Linked DNA regions of Mus musculus: regions 1, 2, 3 and 5 are each linked to region 4. Evidence: chromatin contacts called from public Hi-C data. All regions are on one chromosome and are shown on one strand. Each heading gives the region's core, a stretch centred on a gene start, on an enhancer-like site or on the middle of the called end of the contact. The rest is flanking DNA. Distances are from core to core; before and after follow the strand shown. Region 1 overlaps Lpp (LIM domain containing preferred translocation partner in lipoma). Region 2 overlaps Gm31814 (a long non-coding RNA gene). Region 3 overlaps Lpp (LIM domain containing preferred translocation partner in lipoma). Region 4 overlaps Lpp (LIM domain containing preferred translocation partner in lipoma). Region 5 overlaps Lpp (LIM domain containing preferred translocation partner in lipoma).

The links. A called contact is a pair of places that touch in the nucleus more often than the background predicts.
Region 1: a Hi-C map of liver shows a contact between it and region 4, with 2.0 times the contacts expected there. The contact joins two enhancer-like sites. A contact is called at or near these places in 1 of 15 datasets of contacts at CTCF or cohesin (the NIH/3T3 cell line), 2 of 484 Hi-C or Micro-C datasets (the C2C12 cell line and liver), 2 of 115 datasets of contacts at active chromatin or transcription factors (embryonic stem cells and fibro-adipogenic progenitors) and 1 of 9 other capture datasets (embryonic stem cells).
Region 2: a contact with region 4 is called in a Hi-C map of liver, with 7 times the contacts expected there. The contact joins two enhancer-like sites. A contact is called at or near these places in 5 of 484 Hi-C or Micro-C datasets (cerebellar granule neurons, cerebellum, liver and 1 more) and 2 of 115 datasets of contacts at active chromatin or transcription factors (fibro-adipogenic progenitors and pancreatic cancer cells).
Region 3: a contact with region 4 is called in a Hi-C map of liver, with 2.0 times the contacts expected there. The contact joins two enhancer-like sites. A contact is called at or near these places in 1 of 15 datasets of contacts at CTCF or cohesin (the NIH/3T3 cell line), 2 of 484 Hi-C or Micro-C datasets (embryonic stem cells and liver) and 1 of 115 datasets of contacts at active chromatin or transcription factors (cardiomyocytes).
Region 5: a contact with region 4 is called in a Hi-C map of liver, with 2.3 times the contacts expected there. The contact joins two enhancer-like sites. A contact is called at or near these places in 2 of 39 promoter capture datasets (the 3T3-L1 cell line and liver), 6 of 484 Hi-C or Micro-C datasets (the N1E-115 cell line, embryonic fibroblasts, embryonic stem cells and 2 more) and 3 of 115 datasets of contacts at active chromatin or transcription factors (cardiomyocytes, embryonic basal ganglia and hepatocytes).

Annotation. Positions count from the first base shown.
Region 1 is chr16:24,960,314-24,963,013 of GRCm38.p6, forward strand. All of the region lies in intron 10 of Lpp (LIM domain containing preferred translocation partner in lipoma), which reads left to right. Among named protein-coding and RNA genes, the nearest start is that of Gm52245, 20 kb to the left of the region's middle. Within about 2 kb of position 1,363, at least 40 of the 459 cell types and tissues checked have an H3K27ac peak or open chromatin away from gene starts, as enhancers often do. A contact at or near this core is called in liver, where this site is marked.
Region 2 is chr16:24,198,562-24,201,261 of GRCm38.p6, forward strand. All of the region lies in intron 1 of Gm31814 (a long non-coding RNA gene), which reads right to left. Among named protein-coding and RNA genes, the nearest start is that of Gm32126, 40 kb to the left of the region's middle. Within about 2 kb of position 1,385, at least 76 of the 459 cell types and tissues checked have an H3K27ac peak or open chromatin away from gene starts, as enhancers often do. A contact at or near this core is called in liver, where this site is marked.
Region 3 is chr16:24,755,004-24,757,713 of GRCm38.p6, forward strand. All of the region lies in intron 7 of Lpp (LIM domain containing preferred translocation partner in lipoma), which reads left to right. Among named protein-coding and RNA genes, the nearest start is that of Mir28a, 71 kb to the right of the region's middle. Within about 2 kb of position 1,343, at least 4 of the 459 cell types and tissues checked have an H3K27ac peak or open chromatin away from gene starts, as enhancers often do. A contact at or near this core is called in liver, where this site is marked.
Region 4 is chr16:24,482,691-24,485,410 of GRCm38.p6, forward strand. The region is part of intron 3 of Lpp (LIM domain containing preferred translocation partner in lipoma); the gene reads left to right. Among named protein-coding and RNA genes, the nearest start is that of Gm24440, 78 kb to the left of the region's middle. Within about 2 kb of position 1,316, at least 28 of the 459 cell types and tissues checked have an H3K27ac peak or open chromatin away from gene starts, as enhancers often do. A contact at or near this core is called in hepatocytes and liver, where this site is marked.
Region 5 is chr16:24,873,006-24,875,719 of GRCm38.p6, forward strand. The region is part of intron 9 of Lpp (LIM domain containing preferred translocation partner in lipoma); the gene reads left to right. Among named protein-coding and RNA genes, the nearest start is that of Gm22672, 9.8 kb to the right of the region's middle. Within about 2 kb of position 1,351, at least 17 of the 459 cell types and tissues checked have an H3K27ac peak or open chromatin away from gene starts, as enhancers often do. A contact at or near this core is called in hepatocytes and liver, where this site is marked.

The DNA of each region.
Region 1 (2,700 bases), core at 113-2,612, 480 kb after region 4:
TCCTGTGGCAATTCAAGAGAAAAGCATTTTGTGTGTGCTGCAGAGAGTCATCCAGAGCCACAAGACTCCATTGACTAGGTCTGTCTCAGTAGCCCAGCTCTTCAGCACGTGTCACAAAGGATGATGGAGTACATTTTGCTGTATCCCTCTTTGTAGATTTCATGTAAAGAGGTAACACTCTATGCAGGTCACTGCCTTAAAGAATACAGGACCGCTGTGTGAAAGGGCAGAAGAATGGAGAAAACAGTAACAGAGGTAACAGCTGTACGCCCTTGACCTTTGGAAAGGAAAATCTCAGAGCAGAGGTCCCAATTAATGAAGAGCAAGAACACAGAGAAGTTTGGGTTGGTTTCTGAGCGAAGACTGGAGAATGGGATACCTGTCTGCAAAGGGAAGGTCCCATAGGGATCCAGAAGGACCAAACTGTCCACTTAGAGCTGGCCTTCGAAAGCCTTCCCTCGTGTCAGAGCACAGACACTCAGAATGATCTCTTGAGCAATCTCCTCTATACTTTCTTTCCTTTGATAGTAAACACACCGTCTCTGTTAAAATCTGCTTCCCAGCTAAAACTGAACACAGACTCCAAACCACCAAATCACTTTGGACTTTTCTTTTCTTACACCCCACCAACAACTGGGATGGCATGCATTTGAACAAACCAAAAGTGATTTCGCTCTTCTAGTTTTCAGAGCTTTTTGGCTAAATGCAGAGTGAGAAATTCATACCTTTTTCAAACAGTGTGGGTTCTTTTTCCCAGTTCCTCTCATCCATCTGGTTCTCTGGAGGTCTTGGAATCCAGGAAAGTGTTAGTTCACTGTGCTGAAATCCAAAAAAGACTGCTAAACTGTGAAAGAAAATTTGCATTCCAGAGACACCAAAGGAGTTAGTCCACAACTCTGTGCAGCAAGGAGCAAACATCTGTATGTTCTGCCTCCTTTGTCTTTGAGGCAGTTGGAAAACCCTGTAGCATGGAAGAAACCCTGCATTCACTGAGCCTTTCCTACCTAGCTCATCTAAATGTAGTGCAGAGTACAGAAAGAAGAACCAAAACGTGTTAGTATTTTATTTCTAGTGTCAAAAATTATTACAGGCGAGATACCGTTTAGGAGAACAGCAAATCGCTCTGCAGCCTGTTGAGATTCCATTCCCGTGAATGGGTTCCTCAGCCGGGTGTGTGGCTCTCCCATCAGCGGGCCTGTACTCAATAGGAAACCACAATCACAGCCCTGACACTGGCATGTCACCGTGACCTTTCTAAGCCCAAGTGCTGCCTTTTTGTCTTCCATTGGCAGAAGTGTAATTAGAAGGACTTGTTTTCAACAGAAGCCAAGTGATTGCCAAATGTGCTCAAATGATCTCTAGAGGATCAGAGGTAGCTCACCGCCCTCTGGCTGTTCCCACTGCCACTCCCAAGAGTTAGAGGCTTAACTCTAACTCTTTTGAAAGAGATCAAGTTTGGTTCAAAGAAGCTTCTCTGTCACATGCATATGAACAAGGAGAAATCTTCCATGACCCTGGTGGTTGGCTCAGACCTCTCATGGCTGTAGTGTAGGAAATAATTGCAATCTACACATCAGGAAGAAAATAAGCACCACGCAGTCCTGGGTTTCAGAAAACAGGCACGTGAGCAGAATGGTACTAAGAACATTTCTAGTCTCTGCTCGCATATCATGATTCTAATGGATGATTCAGGGTGGTTTAATTCTGATCTGCAATGTGCACACAGGTGGTCATTACTGTGTATACACATAGCTGGAAAGAGCTTTGCTTAAACTCACATTTTAGAATGTTCCCCTAGATGGGTCAATTACCATTGATAATCAGATGGCGTTAAGCAAAAGGGTGTTGCCCTACTGACTGTGTGTATGAATAATTTCAGATCATTTATGCTCTTAGGGGAGGTTTTAACATTTTTTTGAGAGATACCCTCTTGCTGAGATGAAAACAATTAATCCTAAGACTAAAACACACCTAAGATGTTACTTTATTTAATGCAGTTCATTTTCTTCTCCATACAACAAATACTTTTTGCAGGCCTGTTATGATTGCATGCTGTTATAGAGGCTGATAACGTATTAGTCTTCAATGCCTAGAAACAAATAATGATACAGGCTGCCACTGGCAAGAATGATGAGAGGTGGGCCTTAGACAGCATGACATGAGAATCAGTGTCTGAGGTCCAGGCCAGACCCTCCTTTTCCATCACTGTGTATTCATTTTCTGCTCTCAAAGGCAGAGGTGCAGCACAGAAGCAATGAACAGTGGCTTTTCACTTGTGTTCATCTGGTCTTCTTGAACCATTTGCCACCACAAGTTTGGCACTTCGGAAGGCACCCAGTGATTGGATTGGGGCTAGGGAACACAGACGAAAGGATGTCATTAGGGTCCTGGATGTGACATCTTCATCAATGAGAGTAATACTGGGAAAAAACATCTTCCTAGTGACAGCATCCTGCTAAATAATGTGAAAAGGGACAAGAAGCCCCAAATTATATATTTGTGAGGTGTTCTGGGACGGCAGGATGCTAATGATGAGCCAAGGCATTTTGTGGGATGGCCACTACAGGGAGCTAGAAGAAACTTACTGATTAGCAGTAAGTGTGAACTAGAGAAAATCTTGTTTGCCTTTGGTGTAGAAGTCATAGATTCAAATCCTGATCACCTTAAGATGTGTAGCATAGAAATTCTCCATTCTGCCTC
Region 2 (2,700 bases), core at 135-2,634, 280 kb before region 4:
ATGACAGATTATTTTTTTAGAACAGTATTTTTTAGGGGTTCAAAAAGCTTGCATGTAAAGAATTCCAAAGCTGAATGACCATCCAGAGACTACCCCACCTGGGGTTCTATCCCATATACAATAACCAAACACAGAAACTATTGTGGATGCCAATAAGTACTTGCTGACACTCTGCCAATGCCTAACAAATACAGAAGTGGATGCTTATAACCATCCATTGGACTGAGCACAGGGTCCCCAATGAAGGAGCTAGAGAAAGGACCCAAGGAGCTGAAGGGGTTTGTAGCCCCATAGGAGGAACAACAATAGGAACCAACCAGTACTGCCATAGCTCCCAAGGACAAAACCAAAGAAAACACATGGTGGAACTCATAGCTCCAACTGCATATGTAGCAGAGAATGGCCTAGTCGGTCATCAAGGGGAGAAGAGGCCCTTGGTTCTGTGAAGGCTCTAAGTCCCTGTGTAGGGGAATGCTAGGGCCAGGAAGAGTGAGTGGGTAGGTTCATGAGCAGGGGAGGAGGGAAGGGGTAGTGGGTTTTCAGAGGGGAAACCAGGAAAGGGGATAACATTTGAAATGTAAATAAAGAAGATATCTAATTTAAAAAGTTAGGAAACTATGAAAAATAAAAATTAATTAATTAATTAATAATTCAAAGCCAAGTGTTCTAGTAGTCCATAAGGAGTCATGCTGCAGGCTCTTCCTGATGATACTCTGCATACATTCTATCATTTGCTCTTCAAAGCCAGCCTGGGAAATAAAGTGTCAGGAAGACCTTCCTTTACCAGGTGGTAGAAAATCAAGATGCTAACTGGCCGAGCCACTGGTCAAAAACCTCAGGTAGTGGAGATAAGGCTGTGTGTTAGCCCAGAACCCTCACTGCTACCCGGAACTATCCGTTACTACTATGCTCCCAGGCATTCTTCACTGCCCAGGACAACATCCTTTAGCCTCTGGCAGCCAGCTCTGAAGGCCTGGATCAGGGTCATGGCCCCAAGTTCCCCAGACGAATGGAGTGGCATAGATCACCCAGAGCAGCAGGAGAGCCTCGGGTATCAGCTGACTCGCTCACCTGACGTTGTCGGCTCTCTGATGCTCTGGGAGCCAGAGCTGGCAAAATGAGCTCGGGAACCCTCTCCTGACTTCTTATTCTTCTAGAGACTTGGCATTCAAAAACCAAAGAGATTTCCACAGGTCCATCGCCACAGACGTGATTAGGAATTATTTTGTGAAGCCACCTACTAATCCTGCATCCTACTGGCCAAGGTTGGGCAGTTAACAGTTTCTTTAGGGACTTCCATTAGCCAACCTAACCGATAAAGTCCAGAGGGACTAAAGCAGAAAGAAATGTGACGGCCTATGAGTCACTCAGTCTCGACCTTCAGCATGTTTTGAAAACGCATTGTGAAATGCTTTCCAATCAATACAGCGCTGGGCAGTAACAAGGCTGGGTGGGGGTTGTGCAAGAAGGGAAGCGGACCATTTATGCTGGGTCATTTGAGAGGCTCCAAGTTCTTACTGAGAGAAGGACCTAAAAACACAAGGTCCCCATAACAGCGTTTAAACGGAATCACAGAAAACCAAGCACCAACAGGGAACAAAAGTGGACACCTTTCTTCTCGGCAGAATAGCGAAATGGGTGGCTTATATTTACACCCCCAAGCTAGAGAGTCTATTCCTTCCTGTCAAAGTCCAAGACTGGTGTTAACCCCAAATGGCTGCTAGACGCTTCCATGCTGCCGACAGCAGCCTAACCTTCAGGCATTGCGAGCAAGTGAGTGATCTAGCAAGTGTCTGAGGTGAAGGAAGCAGCTGGTGAGAGGCAGGTGCACAGAACGCGGAAGCTGAAGATGGCTCAAGGTCCACCTGCCACTTGCAAGGCCTCTGACTGTGGGAGCAGTCACATTCCCTGTCAGACCCTTTTCTTTCTACCAAGGAGAGAAGGCATCTGCCCCATGGATCACATGAAACTTGAAAGTGATGAGGGCCATGCAGACTCTTTGCAAGCTCCACATGCACACAGAGGACTATTATTAGTGGAAACCCATCAGCATGATTTTGCAAAGGCAGATGGAAAGAATTTCCCACTTAAAGAATGGCACTCAGGTATGACTTTGTGGTTAGAGGCCAAAACCAATCCTGAAGATGAGCCTGTACACATGACAGAGAACATTTGGGTACCAGTTGGTGCCAGGCTCAATTAGTTGCTAGCTTGGGTGCCTGGGAAATGCTTAACAACTGTTTCTACAGTGGTTAAAAATAAATAAATAAATAAAAATATAAGATTGGCTGTAAGTATTTGCACCACAGCGCTATTGAGGCCACAATATCAGTAACACGGGGTAAGGAAAAAAGGCCCACAGCTGGCCCACACGTGTAAGTACAGCCAGATCAGGCTCTGCTCCCCACTAGAAACATCTGAAAGATTAGTTGGTACAAGTACTTTGAAAGCCCATTCGACTCATGCCACCTGAGTTTTAACAAACAAAGCCGCTCCATGTCTTCCTCTAAAGCTTCAAATGAGAATTCGTACTTTTATTTAAACTTGTCCTGGTCATTGTTGCAGAGAATCTTAACTGTGTCTTTGTCAAAATTGTTGGTTCCTAAACCACAAGCCTGACATTGTGCGTATGTGTGTGGAGGAGGGGGGAGGGTCAGGGGAACCCTTGGTTTTCAAATCTAAGGACTGAAGAGTTGATCA
Region 3 (2,710 bases), core at 93-2,592, 270 kb after region 4:
AGCACTCAGAAGTCTGACATAAGTTCAAGGCCAGCCTCAGCTATTTGGTGAGACTCCCATCTAAAACAAACAAACAGCACAGCAAATGCTTCTCAGAAAGAGAACCATGTTATAATTTGTGTCTTAGAGGCATTAGAGACTGAGGGCGCCACTGGAATTAAGCATGTATCCAGTGTGTCCATGCATTTGTTGTCTGTTCTGTGAGGAAAAATACAGGTCTGATGTTGCAGTTTTCTTAAGGGGACAACAATTCATTCACTGATCAATGTCTTTCTAAATTTCTGCTGTGGACTATGATATTGTAAACTATTTAGGGTGTCTTGTTGAGTAAAAGTGACTGGCCCCCTTCCCTTGAGAAAGCAAACACGTATACAAATGATAATAAAGAACAGGAGAGTTTGGAGCTGAGACGAAAGGATGGACCATCTAGCGACTGCCATACCCGGGGATCCATCCCATAATCAGCCTCCAAACGTGACACCATTGCATTTGACAGCAAGATTTTGCTGAAAGGACCCTGATATAGCTGTCTCTTGTGAGGCTATGCTGGGGCCTGGCAAACACAGAAGTGGATGCTCACAGTCAGCTATTGGATGGAACACAGGGCCCCCAATGGAGGAGCTAGAGAAAGCACCCAAGGAGCTAAAGGGGTCTGCAACCTTATAGGTGGAAGAACAATGTGAACTAACCAGTACCCCTGGAGCTCCTGTCTCTAGCTGCATATGTAGCAGAAGATGGCCTAGTCAGCCATCATTGGGAAGAGAGGCCCCTTGGTCTTACAAATTTTATATGCCTCAGTATGGGGGAATGCCAGGGCCAAGAAGTGGGAGTGGGTAGGTAGGGTCTTAGAGGACTTTTGGGATAGCATTTGAAATGTAAATGAAGAAAATACCTAATTAAAAAAATAATAATAAAAAAGAGCAAAAAATAAAGAAAGAACAGAAGAAATGAGATATACTCAGAGAGAGAGAGAGAGTTCAGGTCAAGTTATTTTGAACTTAAGAACTAGACAGTTAATCTGAGAGAGGATTCGGGCCAACGTTTCTTTAAGAACCTGATACTTGTTTAACCAAAATCAATGTCTGAAATGTGAGAGAACTTGGTACCTTGGATATGGATGAGAGCTTGTATGTGGCATGTCGGTCAGACAAGAAATGAAGTGGCATAGGACATTATCCTTACTAACTTCGTGAAGACTTTTAAATGACAAAGTAATGAGACTGTATACGTGTGAGGGAGAAATCCCTCCAGCTACAGGGAATGATTTTCTAGGGGTGGACCAAACGTCTGAGGGAGCTGGAGAAGAGCAAGAGCTTTCTTAGTAGATATTGCGAAATGTGGACATATCTGACGTAGGACACTCCCTGAGTCGTAGCCACATTCAGTGTTTAAACAGTAACAAGGGAACGTCTCACCAGATCAACATCTGTTATGGAAAGCTTTTTGTTTTCTATAACATACGGAAAATATGTTTTCCTAAAAAACATATAAGGCATTCAAGTCAATAGATGAAAAGAGTAAATTGAACATGCAAGTCTAGGGTTCAGAATACAGATAAACTCTGGAGAGAGAAACTGTTAAGAACTTTTGTGATATTGATCATGTTTCGAGCTGTAGCTATGGACCTAAAGAGAGAAGGTGCAGAAAAGAGATTATGTAGCAGATTAAGGGCTCATGGGCAGCATGGTGATTATTTTCATTGTTACTAATTTATGTTAAGATTAGATAATTATTTGTAATGACATGAAATTCTGTTTAATCCAGATATGTAGATTTCTGTACCCTTAGACTGAATAAGTGATAAAGATGAAAACATTCTCAGGGGTAGTAGATTAATGTCTCATTTTCAGTGGTTCTCAGCTGGAATGGATGTACCTAGTGACCAGGGGGAGATTGGAAAGTGATAGTCACCTATTGGTCATCTTATTTGTTTGTTTGTTTGTTTGTTTGTTTGTTTGTTTATTATGAGGCAGGGTTTCTCTGTATAGTCCTGGGTGTCCTGGAACTTACTCTGTAGACCAGGCTGGCCTTGAACTTAAAATCTGCCTGCCTCTGCCTCCCATGTGCTGGGATTAAAGGCGTGTGCTACCACTGCCTGGCTTGTCATCATCCTTATTATGGGGCACTATCAACATTGAATGAGCCAGAAGTCAACATGTCTATTGTAAGCCTTAAGGGCACAGGTAGTGCTCCTTGAGAAGATGTCACTAGCTGTTGGCCACAGCTCTTCCTCTGGGCCACTGACAGGATGATGCCTGGGTCTCTCTGTGTTCTCTCCTCCCCAACTCTCCCTTCTCTGTGTTAAATAACTATGTCTACTCACCAGTCCAATCCACTTTAAAGTAGAAGATAGTTCTCTCTGTTCAGGTTGCAAATCTCTTTTCTGAGTCTGGTGGCTCACCTTCCTTAGCCTCTATGTGAAGCCTTTATGGATGAGTTCTTCAACAATACTTGCTCGAGCATGTCCCTTTTATTGTTCTTTGGTCCTGCTTTGGGGAATCCTAATTTAAGGCCATCTTCCCCAACTTATCATTTGTCTCAAATATATTTTCCTGGGAAACTTGTAATTCTAAAATAACAAGACTTAATTTTAACTTCCTAATTTCATTGTCTGTTAAGTTACAAGATTCTATTGAATTTGGAATTTTTGTTTAATTTTATACTGTCATTTTAGGAGGCAAACTTGTTATTTATTTTTTTAAACCAAGCA
Region 4 (2,720 bases), core at 66-2,565:
TGCCGTCATGAGTAGAATATGACAAGGTTAGCCCTGGGCCCCCTTTGCAAGAAGAGACCCTTGATTGGTGTTTTCAAGGGTCTGCCGAGAGGTCCAGCCAGTCCCGACCTTGTCATTACAAGAAGCTCATTCTTGAAGCAAAGCCAGGGAAACAGATGTTGCAAGAGAGCGGGCTTTTCTGGAATATTCCTGTGATCCCCGTGCTCAGTGGTCAGTGCTTCCACCTAGCCATCACGCTCTCCCATGGCTGCATGGTAAAATCACCTGGGAGCTTTGGATTCATAACCATGGTTAGGTTTCCCCTTTTAGGTTGGTACTGGAATGGGCTGGGTTGAGGCCCTGGGTCTTAGCTTTCTTCTGCCTGTCTCCTTAGGGAGGAGAACACCTGCTTCTTGTTTTCATTCCTTTTTTTGATGTTTTGAAACCAGCAACCAGTCAATATCACAATGTTACTTACTGAGAGTTTATTTACTGAGCCCTTTTCAGGTGTCCAAGGCAGTGGAGAGGATGGTATAAGAACGGCATGAGTGTACGTTGAATCGAGTGGGCCATCCAGACTGTATCAGTGAGAGCCACCTGAAGACAGAGCAGTGGCCTTTGTCATCTTCCCTTCTTCACTACTTACCTCCACACCAGATTGGCAACCCTGGCCGGATGTCATTTCCAGTCATGAAGTGTCATTCCCCACAGTTGTACTCCGGAGCATACCATGTCTTGTTTACAGTGACTGGGATATTTGTTTGTAGTGTCTCCCTTTTGCTTCCTGCACCAACTTGAATTTACAAAAGATCCACTTCAGTTGTCATGCTCCCTAGGCGCATCCAGTGCATACAGTGACAGTCTGCCTTTCTGCTGTGGAAATACCCAAAGTCCGTCGCCTGTCACTGTGTGTTCTCTCCAAAATTAAGGTCATTCTTCATTGCCCCTGGGTGCCAGCCAGCTGAGCTGTACCCTGGCCTTGGATCTGTCCCATCCCGACTTGTTCCGGTACCTCCTGGTGGTGGAACACTCACTGTCCTGAAGCCACCTGTCATTTTCCCAGCGAGAAATAATCTTCCCTTCACTAGAGCCACACACTGCTCCGAGGGGGAACATTTAGGACTCATCACATTGTACCTCGAGCGTCTGCCACTGTCCACTTCAGGAGGGTGGGGTAGCCTCTGCTTACTTCTGGCACCTTCTGCCGTGCCAGGAACATGGGACTCATTCCAGCATGGATTCCATGAGTAACTGGATCACTTTTAGTCCATCGCAGCAGTTGTACAGAGTTAGCCTCCTGAGCTCTTGGAAGCTCCGGCGAGCATGTGCAAAAGGTCTACTGTGAGGAAGCAAAATCCAGTGACCTAGTTACAGCCTGTTCCCTGCACTCGTGCCTCTGAGGCAGCCCCAGCTTCAGCTTGAAGAGAGATGCTGTCTCTTCAAGGTGCTGGTTGTTGGCATATCTTCCTATGGGGCCACCACCTTCTTCTTTTCTTTTAAATATGATAACAATGAAATGTCATGTAGAAAATCCAATAATTGCTGACTAGAAATCAAAAAGAAAACAAAACTCACCGTGAGCACTTCTAGTTAGAGCTATGAAGCCTGCGCTTGTTTGATCGATGTAGCATTGTAGGGGTATCCTGTGCTGGTGTGTGTCAGTAATAACTGGTAGAGATGGTCGCTGGTTCTATAGGTAGACTGTTTTCATTCTCAGCACAAAAACTGAGCTACAACACATACTGTCACCATTGCTCTGGTGCCAAAGTGGATTTCGTGGTGGCATAGTGATTAAATATCTAGTATTTCAAAGGGCTTGGGTGTCCTTTTTGTGCCTGAGCTGTGCCCCAGCAGCAGCTATATGAAGAAAGCTACAGAACAATGAAATCAACGCGACTGGAGTTCAACACACCGTTTCTGTAGCATTTGGTGTGTAACCTTATGACGGGCAGGGTGTGGCCGACAGTGGGTGCTGGGAAGGCATGCTCTACCCTCTTTTTCTGTTTGGGATCCTAAGAGATTCCAAGGGCTTTTGTTCCTTTGAGGGAAGGTTCTGGAAGACTACAGCTGTCCCTATATTATCCTCATTTATAGTAATGGATCTTAGCTGAGCCAAGCTACAAATGGCAGGAGAGATTTCAAAGAGCATTGCCTAGTGGGGCTGCAGCTCAGTGGCAGAGCCTCTTTAGACCTTGGAGTCAATTCCAAGCACCGGAAAAGAAGAGAAAGAAAGGATACCGCCTTCCAGTGTGCCATGTTTAGCCTAGAGGTGTCTGGGATGGACAGTAAGACTTGGAGCATAGATGCCCTGCCACACCCTGAGGGCAAACGTGTGCTTTTTCCTCTGGAGTCTTTTGTTTTCTTCTAGTTTGCATTTTATTTTGTTCTCTTTTATTTCTAGATGGTCTTATCACTTGAATGATTTCTAAGCACTATAGTGAATTTGAAGCAGGGCAGGAAAATACAAAGTAGAAAATAAAATTTACCCCTGAATACATTCTGCTTTAATGATCGTTGTTAAATTTTTGGAAAAAAGTTTTCTAGCACCCTCGCCCCCCCCCCATTCCTTCCTACTCTCTCTCTTCCCCAGTGTGTCTAAATGTGCACGTGTGCACGTGCTCACATGTATGGCTATGTTTACAGTTTATTTATGTGAGGCATAAATAACCACAGTTTTCAATGCCATGAACTTTTTTACTAAAATGATATGTCTTGTACATTGTTTTTCTTTAAAAACAAAA
Region 5 (2,714 bases), core at 101-2,600, 390 kb after region 4:
ATCTCTCCAGCCCCAAAGGTGTTTTTCATTTTGTTATTTTTCATCTGTTTGAAACAGGGTTTCACTGTGTAGCCCTTGCTGGTCTAGAATTCACTGTGAAGATCAGGTTGGCCTCAAGCTCATGGAGATCCAACTGGCTTTGCCTCCCAATTACTGGAACTAAAGACATTTGTCACCACAACCTGCCAAGTTTGAAACTTTTACACGTCTGTGCCAGTCTACAGTCTACCCTGTGCCTCAGTTATGGTGCCTTACAGTAAACCTTGCTTTCAAACCGTTTACATCCTTCAGCAAGTTGAATATAGTGGTACGTGTCTCAGCCACTGTAGAGGCTATGGCAACAATGTTACAAGGTCAGTTCCACCCTGAGCAACACAGCATCTCCCTGTCCCACTTTCTTTTTTTGTGTAGATAGAGGATGAGAGCAAAATATCCACCTCTGTTATTGTCAAAATTGGTTGGACTGTTCTGCATCCTTTTGCATTCTAGAAGTGGCTTGTCAATTCATATTGATAAAGCCCGCAGGATTACTCATAATTCAAATGAGAAGCATTGACTCCTTAAAAGGACTTCCAAACCATGAACATGATGTATCTGTTCCTTGATGTAAGTGTTCTTTCATTTTGCTCGGTGACTTTTTTTTAATTTTAAACTATAGAAGTCTTATGTATATTTTGGATCAAAAGCTAGAAATAAAAGCCAAAATTATAAAGTTTTTATGAAAAAAAACACTCCCAAGAAAGTTCTTATGAAATTAGGGCAGTCAAAGATTTAATGTAGGATATACCCAAATAAATCTATTGAAAGATAAATTCAATTTCATCAACATTCTAAAAGCGTGTAAGTCCAGGACATGGAAACTCTTGACAAGAGAACTAAAATTTACATCCATACCAGCCAGGGCTTGAAACAAGACCCTGTCCTCAAAAAACGAAAAGCAGAAAAATCTAAAACTTGTTCTCAGAAGAAACCATTGAAATGTGAAACACCAAGCCATGCATCCAAAATGATATGTGTCCAGTATACAGAGAGCAGGTTTCTAACTCAATCAAAACAAAAAACAAAAGGAGGCAAAAGGTTTAAACAGATGCTTTTCTGGGAAAAATCATCAACTAAAAATATGCTTGGTATCTGTGGTCCCCAAGAAGAGACTTCCTAAAGTGTCCCCTTACTTGAGTTAGGAACAAATTCAAATTGAAGAGATTCGAGGCTCTGCCACGTCCCAGGCGCGAACTGGGATGTGAAATGGCTGAGATTCTCCTGAACTGCTGAGAACAGGATCGTACAATGGATACTTTTAAAAGATCTTAGCAGTGTCTTTAAAAATTAAACACACAGTAAACATAACCAAGCTTTTCTCCAACATGTTCGCCTAAAGCAAACAAAACCCCTGTTTTCACACAGACTTGAACATAGAGGTTGATGTCAACTTTATTTGTAGTAGTCAAAATTGGCAGTGGCCCAAGACTCCATCTGTAGGTGAAAGGACAAATTGCATCATCGTCACACAGTAAAATGGACACATAGGGAAATAAGCTGGTAAAATGTGAAAGACTGACTTGCTGAGGGTAGGGAGGAATGCCAAGAGAAAGACATGGGTGATAGTTCTGGCTTGGTCATGGTGTTAACTATAGCTTTTACATTTATTAAAAATAATCAAAACATTTACGTAAAATGGCCTTGGTTATTACATTTACAGAATATCCAAAAGTATAGTATGGCTTAGCAACTAAGAAGACTTGTTCCTCTTTGAACCAAGACATGGTTCCTAATACCCACACTAGTATTCACAGCCTCCTAATTCCAGTTCCAGGGGATCCAATACCCTCTTTTGGCTTCCGGGACACCTGCATGTACACAGTACACACACATGCAAGAAGGCACACATGCAGACACAGAAATAAAATTTTAAATTTTAGTATATGGAAATAAACACCATGAAGTACATTTCTATATTTTTTTTCCCGTTAGACTGAAGCATGCTTAAGTGAGGGTTAGTGAACCATACATACTGCAGAGTTTCCTCATTTCTGCACACCTTTTTTGGGCTTCTTTAGAAACAATAAGAACTTAAAGGCTGTTTATGCTTTTCCCCCTTAATATTTAAAGTTTGTGTGCACGTGCCTGATTGAACCTTATTTACCTAAGTAAAATATCCTGATGAAACTTTCCCAGTGCGGTCTACTTAGATTTTAAGAATCTGACCCATTCTTTCCCTCCCTCCCTTCCTTCCTTCCTTCCTTCCTTCCTTCCCTCCCTCCCTCCCTCCCTTCGTTTCTTCTTCTTCTTCTTCTTCTTCTTCTTCTTCTTCTTCCTCTTCCTCTTCCTCTTCCTCCTCCTCCTCTTCTTCTTCTTCTTCTTCTTCTTCTTCTTCTTCTTCTTCTTCTTCTTCTTCTTCTTCTTCTCTTCTTCTTCTTCTTCTTCTTCTTCTTCTTCTTCTTCTTCTTCTTCTTCTTCTTCTTCTTCTTCTTCTCCTCTTCCTCCTCCTCCTTCTCTCTGTCTCTGTCTCTCATTTCACTCTTTTGATCATCATGGACAGATTTGGGGTGAAATGTAGTGCTTCTAGTGACTCTGGCAGGGAGCATCAGTTGGTTATGTCCTGTAAAAGGCATACGGCTAAAGAAGCTTTTGAATGGAAATGGAGTCCCTGTTCTTCTTTTTTCTGTGTCAGCTTTGATTTGATTAGGTCTGAAAAGGGGAAACTATTCAGATAC